Linked DNA regions of Zea mays: region 2 is linked to region 1. A link is a contact called in public Hi-C data. All regions are on one chromosome and are shown on one strand. Each heading gives the region's core, a stretch centred on a gene start, on an enhancer-like site or on the middle of the called end of the contact. The rest is flanking DNA. Distances are from core to core; before and after follow the strand shown.

The links. A called contact is a pair of places that touch in the nucleus more often than the background predicts.
Region 2: a contact with region 1 is called in a Hi-C map of leaf, with 10 times the contacts expected there. The contact joins the promoter of LOC100304267 here to the promoter of LOC100275076 in region 1. A contact is called at or near these places in 14 of 25 Hi-C or Micro-C datasets (bundle sheath, ear, endosperm and 5 more) and 2 of 3 datasets of contacts at active chromatin or transcription factors (leaf and seedling).

What each region holds. Positions count from the first base shown.
Region 1 is chr5:185,967,551-185,971,208 of Zm-B73-REFERENCE-NAM-5.0, forward strand. LOC100275076 reads right to left here and starts at 1,783. Exons shown (of 6, transcript NM_001149264.1): 1 at 1,577-1,783; 2 at 775-867; 3 at 311-691; 4 at 141-226. The coding sequence starts at 832.
Region 2 is chr5:186,170,036-186,173,588 of Zm-B73-REFERENCE-NAM-5.0, forward strand. LOC100304267 (Eukaryotic translation initiation factor eIF2A family protein) reads left to right here and starts at 2,304. Exons shown (of 13, transcript NM_001165710.1): 1 at 2,304-2,489; 2 at 2,575-2,935; 3 at 3,551-3,553. The coding sequence starts at 2,456. It also overlaps the pseudogene LOC103628745.

The DNA of each region.
Region 1 (3,658 bases), core at 533-3,032:
AGTTCTGTTTGCTTAATCATGAGCTTGCATAGGACTGTGGTGGTCATAAGAAATGGGGCCATGATTTTGTAAATAAATCCCTAATACATTAGACAACTGTGAAAAAGTACTGTTTGAATGTGTGATATTGGGCCACATACCATAGATGGATACATTAGAGAATCAAATACTGTATCTGGCCAACCACACAAGGCTGAGTTTACTGCCGCCACTTTCTTCTTGACACCTAAATAACATGAATAATTAGCCATACACCACACACGTGCACGCTCGCACACACATATTTAAGAACCAAGAAGAACAATCATACGTTTGTCTAGCAGATCCTTATCCAACTTTTGAGAATTATTTTGTGTTGAGTGAAATCCCTCCACCCCATCCTTAGCCCACTCATGGCACATTTTGATCTCTTCATCAACTAAAATTTTCATTGGGTTCTTAAGAGCTTTTGACCTCTGTTCCTGGGTGGACTTCTCTTTCAGGATGGGCTTGTCCTTCAAAGCATTGCCTTTAATAGTGTTGGCCACATTACTACGAGGCTTCTGCTGGGACTTCTCTTTCAGGGTGGAAGTGTCCTTCAAACCAGTGCCTTTAGAGAAGTTGGACAAATCCTTAAGAGCTCTCCTCCCTTGATTGCCAGGATTCTCGGATGGCTTCAGCCCTTTGGCCCTTGGTCCATCGGCCCTCTTACCTGAACATACAGATAAAAAAATGTATCTATTTCAGGAAAATTCCTTTTCACAAATTAGTTTTTGACAAAAAATGCAATCTCACCTCTATTTATCTGTTGGTTCTCGTCAACCAAAATAGACGCTGGAGTTGATAAGGCCATGATGGAACAAAAAGCTTCTTTTCTACCTTGAAAGCCTGGGTAATATCCAATTGACTGTAAAGAGAAACTAATCAGAACATAGAAACAATAAATGGTGACTTCTATACGGTATTTCTGTTGTACATAAACTGAACAAGATCTGAAATAAGCTCTGGGGGTGCTAATTTAATATGGATTCGACGTATCACCAAACGGCAAACATGCAAAACTGGATCATAATTCAGAAGTACATAACCAGGGGAACAAGCACCGTAGAGGAGACGGTGCCTAGATTGGTGATGTAACTGCACAACCTTTCTTTGCGCACCTGTATGATATCACTTTCAATTTAGATGGCATAAACGGAAGCACCACTAAATTAGTGAACCCAATAAATAACATCAAAACGCACATATTCTATATTAGTCAACCAAGATCTAACTGGGATTTTACATAAGCATCCGATCTGCTTCTGCCAAAAAATTAACAACGAAAGAATTTTCGAATCGCTCGCTCCCCTAACTGATGGATTATGAACCCCACTGAGACCTTGGGCGCGTGCTCAAAACGTGTGGCCACACGGAGGGCTAACTCGGAACAGCGAATAAATCCACATACGCCGATACGCGGCATCCCAGGAATGGCCGCAACTGGACCAAACGGGCTCAAGTACCGTAGGAACGTCACGGTTTCGCTTCAGTCGTTCACGTCACAGCGAATGCGGGCAAAAAAAAAGCGAGGGGTGGAAAGAGCGCTAGGGTTTACCAGCACAGGAGAAATCAGGTCGATCCCCACTAGCGGGTCCAGCAGCAAGGAGAACGAGGACGCGGGGAGGAACACGCGAGTCGGCGGCGCCGGTTGAACGGGACGAGGAAGGGTTTCTCTCTTGCCAACAATTCGGTGTGCGCGCTAGTTGCAGGAAGACTCGCAAGTCGCAACTGGAGAGTGAACAGTGGAGACGGGCGGAAAAGCTGTTCAGAAGGGAGGAGAAGGGGAGCGCTCCTGCGCTGCACAACGGTCGGATTTTGGATCGGGTCGGCAGCGTGGGGCGCTAGTCGTACTCGCTAGATGCCGGAAAATCCCGTTGGATTTCATTACTTTTTTTTCTTTTCTTTCAACTTTTGGGCCGTTTATGGACTGTACACACTCCCCGCTGAGCCCAGTTTTGAGGCCGGCCCAAGTCAGCACGCCATAAACCCTAATCAGGATGCGTAGCTCCACCTCGCCCGCGCCGCCGGTCTCTGTTCGCCGTATTTGAGATTATTATTTCTCCGTTGCCATTAGTTTTTTGCGCTTTATTATCAGCTGTGAGATAGTGCTTCTTTCATTTTAAAATAATCCTAGCACAGAATAAATTAAATTTTAAGATAGCAGAACCGATATTCCATGGGGTTGGTGATGTTGCACCGTTTAAGGGCATGTTCGTTTTGCTCTTAATCTATATGGACTGAGTGAAATTGAATGAGTTTTAATCCCGAACAAATCAAAAAAATTTATAATCTTTTTCAATCTCATCAAATCCATATGGGATAGGAATAACCGAACAAACCCAAATGTAATTCATCTAAAATATAATTTGTTTTAAACTAATTATATATTTATTAAATAACATATAAATATAATTTACATATATATCTATTTTGGGACGGAGAGAGTAAGACCATGTTTGGGAGAGCTTCACTTCAAGAATTTTAATTTCGTTCTAACTTCTTCAACCCAAACACGTCCAGCTCCACGAGCTTTAGTTTTAAAAAAAATGAAACTAGAGCCCCGTTTCATGAAATTCATGAAGCTCCTTACAGGGTGCTTGAAAAACACTGTTTTTATATCTCCTCATGAAGCTGTACGAAAATTACCCACCATGCCACTGGTTACGCAACATACAACTTCCATTCTCTCTGGCGACAACACACTAATCATCAAGGATAATCAAGGAAACCCACACAAATCAATTGTACTATAGAAGTTGGAGTCCATACACAAACCAAACGCTCCTAGAACTCACCTTAACAATTTGCTGGAGCTGTTTTATAGTGAAACTGGAAAATCAAAGCTGAAGTTTTTGAAGCAAAGCTCTCTCAAACAGGCCCTAAGTTTTAAAATCAACCTAACCTTCCTCTTATTGAATGGCATTCACGAACATTGGCATTAAAGTTGAGAAGTTTTTTTCTATGATATCGATCCCAATTATTGGTAACAGTAACTTTGCAGCAGTGACTGTGATTGATACCATTTGGATCTTTGGAATTGGATTTCATTCTAATAATAGTGTTTTAGGTAAAGATCAATTAAGCTAATATAGTTTTATGTAAAATATATTAGTATATTATTATTAGCGATAAGATTATTAAAACAACGAAACATTAAAACCTTTATGGGTGGAGTTTTGACTTTTTAACATTTTAAATAAAGTTTAAACGTAGTTTTTTAAACGATATAGGGAAATCTCAATATATTATAATTTCAGACAATCATTTCACCTCTAATCTACTATGCAATAATGGAATCCATATGCAGTCAGCTTACCAGATTGTCTAATACACTCTGGATTAATGGAATGCATATACAATCAGGATTACCACTTACCAGATTGTCCAGGCCAAGACAAGAGCCAACAGTCAGTTTGTGCAGACTGCAGAGGAGATTGGACGTCGGGGGGCAGAGGAGCCAGCAAAGGAGTAGAGGACCACACTAGGGATGGCAGTTGGACCTGCGGTATGGATACCCACAGGTTTCGTACTCGATGGATATGGATATGGGTACAGAGTCTTATCGGGTCGGATACCCGAAGAATATCGGGTAGGGTATGAATATTATATTTTACCCGTGGGTATCTAGTGGATACCC
Region 2 (3,553 bases), core at 1,054-3,553, 200 kb after region 1:
ACCTGCAACATTTATTCACTCTTCTGCATCCTGGCAAGCTTTACTTGTCTTTTTTATTTCTGTGACTGCAGTAGTGCAGTTCGTGCTGTAGATGCTGGAGGCCAAGGTCAGTGTCCTCATTTCTCCTGTGGTGATCTTGGCAACATATCCAACCCTTTCCGTAGGCCAGGTGACCCAGAAGAGTGCGGTGTAAAAGCATACGAGCTGGTCTGTAGCAACGGCAAGGCTACAATCCGCATCAACACGGGGACATTTTGTCACCAGCATCGACTATATCAATCATTCCTTCTGGGTTGTGGACGCCAATTTGGATATGCACAACAGCTGCCCTCTTCCTCGCTGGGATCCGTTACTTGCAATATGCATGTCGGATACGGGTCCGTATACAAGGGCCTACTACTCGCAGCAGGCAATATGTATGTTGCCGTCAAGATGCTGGGCAACTCCAACTGCAATGGGGGCGAGTTCATTCTCCACCATCGGTAGGATTCACCACATCAATGTGGTTCGCCTTGTGGGCTTCTGTGCAGAGGAAATGAGGAGGGCACTGGTCTGTGAGTACATATTCTCGGCCGAAAGAAGTTTTTCTTGGGATATGCTCAACGAGATTGCTTTGGGCATTGCAAGGGGAATCAACTACATACCTGCATCTAGGGTGCGACATACAGATCCTTCACTTTGACATCAAGCCACACAACATTCTTTTGGACAGCAATTTTGTCCCAAAGGTTTCTGACTTTGGCCTTGCCAAGTTGTACCCTAGAGACAAGAGCTTTGTGCCAGCAAGCGCCATGCGGGGAACTATTGGGTACATAGCTCCTGAAATGATATCTCGTAGCTTTGGTGCCATATCAAGCAAATCTGATGTTTATAGTTTTGGTATGCTACTGCTCGACATGGCAGGAGGGTGAAGGAATGCAGCCAACTCAAGCCGAGCATAGTACCCGGCCTAGGTTTATGACCGTCTAGCGGAACAAGAAGCTGGCGAGATTTCTGTTGCGGCAGACATGCATGAGTTGGAGAGGAAACTGTGCATCGCTGGGCTACGCTGCATTCAAATGAAGCCGCAGGATCGTCCGACCATGGGCGAGATCATAGAGATGCTCGAGTGTGGCACTCATGGCCTGGGCCTGCAAATGCCTTCTAGGCCATTCTTCTGTGAAGATGATGATCCTAATATGCCTGCAGCAGATTCTTACCATTTCTCATCGGAGCTTACTGCAATATCTGAGGAAGATGGTTGAAGAAATATTACTTGTCTTTATGCATTTAGATGAAGCCACAGGATCGTCCAATAATGAGTCAAGTCGTAGGGATGCTTCAGTGATCATATGGTTCATATAGATTCTTACCATTTCTCCTCAAACATTGATGCTAGATTAGAGAATTTTATAGCGCCCGATAGGGCGCTGCTAATTCTAGTCTCATTTATGACTGATTTTTTTCTCGGTCAATTTTCACACTATTCTTTAGCTCAATGTTCGCCGCCTGATCCGTTCGCTCTTCTCCACGTCCGTTGAGATTGAGCTTCTTCGACGAATTAGGCTAGAGATTTAGAAATTTAGTGCTAGTTTGAGAACCCTATTTTTTCAAATAATTTTCATTTTTCGAAGTAAGATTAGTTCATTTTTTCTTGTAAAAATAAAAAATATTTTGGAAAAATATGGTTCCCAAACTAGTTAGAGGAGGAAAAAAATATAGGGAAAGAAGGTAGCCACGACGGTCGATGGGCAGAGCCGCAGAGCTAAAGGATAACCACTTGAACAAGGAGCCAAGGAGGGATAGTATGGGAACCCGGTTTGCTACTTGGCTCGCGGCAACATGTTTGGTGGCTCACATGAAGCACCGGGTGTGGTTCGAGCGCTATAGGCGAAGACGGACCATTGATATTTGTTCTCTTTCTTGCTTTTTTAGCATTCGGTACCGTTTCGTTTTCATAATCCGTTTTTAGGGATTTTAGTAGTAGCTATGTTTCAATTTTAAGGATATTTTATCTCCAGGTATTTTTTTCTTACTACTTTAGAGAAATCGCTCTCTCTTATTGTGATGACTATTTTCTCTTGCCTTTTAGATACATTGTTTTTTCTTATTTTAGGATTTAGGATTTCTTTTCTCTTCCTAGATGGCCCACTAGAATGAATCCCAACTTGCAATTTCAGGAAGGTTTTGGGTGGGCTGACCAGTCAGCTAAAATGGGCCAGATCGTACGGAACCCAGACTATTAAAGTAGCCCATGTCCCAGAACACGATCCATTTACACTGACAACGGCGGCCTCACGAAGCTTAGTGACTTAGTCCCACCTGTCAGCTGCAGCAGCAAGCAAATTGACAGCACCCCGCATCTCTTCTCCTGGACGCGACGCCGTCCCCAACCTCTCCGTCCCGCGCCGCCGCCGCGCGTCACTGTGCTCGCGATCTCGCCGGCGGCCCCAGAGGACTTGTCGCGTGCTCGGCCATGGCATCGCCACCGCCGGCCCTCGAGATCCTAGGTATCCTCACACATCCCTCTCTCTCTCTCCTCGCCGCGTTTCTCCCATAACATCTCGCGTTTGACGGAATGCGCCAACGTCGCAGTTCGCGAGCCCGACGGAGTCACGGTGTGGTCCGGACCCCCCTACCCGCCGGGCACCACCAGCCCGCCGCAGAGACTCCCCAAGACGGCGTGCAGCGCCACCTCTTTCTCCACCGACGGTGCCCGCCTGCTCGCGACGGTGGCATCGGCCTCGGCCACCGTCTACGACTGCCGCACACTCGCTGTAGTCAAGTGCTTCGAGCTCCCGGGTCTCCTCGCCGCTGCGCTATCGCCCACGGGGGCGTATCTGCAGACCTTCCAGAAGTCATCCTCGCCGCAGGAGAAGAATGTCACGGTCTGGCACGTCGACACAGCTGCCGCTCTTTACCAACACTATCAGAAGAGCATGTCTAAAACCACCTGGTTCGTGTTACTTGGGCTCTCATGACACTGATAACTTATGCTGCCTGCCTGCACTCTTTATGCTTCATTATGCTTGTAGAGATGTACTGTGGGTACATTTTGTAGCATTTAGCATCTTACTAATACTGATTTAGCAGATGAACATTTTATGGGAGATAGTGGCAGACGCTCGCTTGTTAACTACATCCAGCATATTTGTTATTGCAATAATTCGTTAAGTCAGCGATGTCATATGGTAGCTATGTTTGAACTCTTGCACAGTTGCATACACATCTATCACTGAGGTCCCTATCAAGCTGGATGATGCTTCTTTTGGGAGACTGGCAAGGAAACAAAACTGGTACTCGATTTTAAAGATATCTCCTAGCACCTGATCCTTAGTGATTGGATTGGCTACTGATTAAAAATTTTATCCTGGTTCCTGGGTTTGATATTCTGACACTTTCTGCCACCATTCTATGTGGATTCTCCTTTAGCTGCATACACGAGCTTAGGCAAAAAAGAAACCTGAGACAGTATAGGAGAAAGTATCTATAAATCTGATTTAGGCTCAATTTGCGTAAGCATGAGATGCATTTGAGTTCTTGATGCATGATATTTTGACTGAACCCGCAGGCC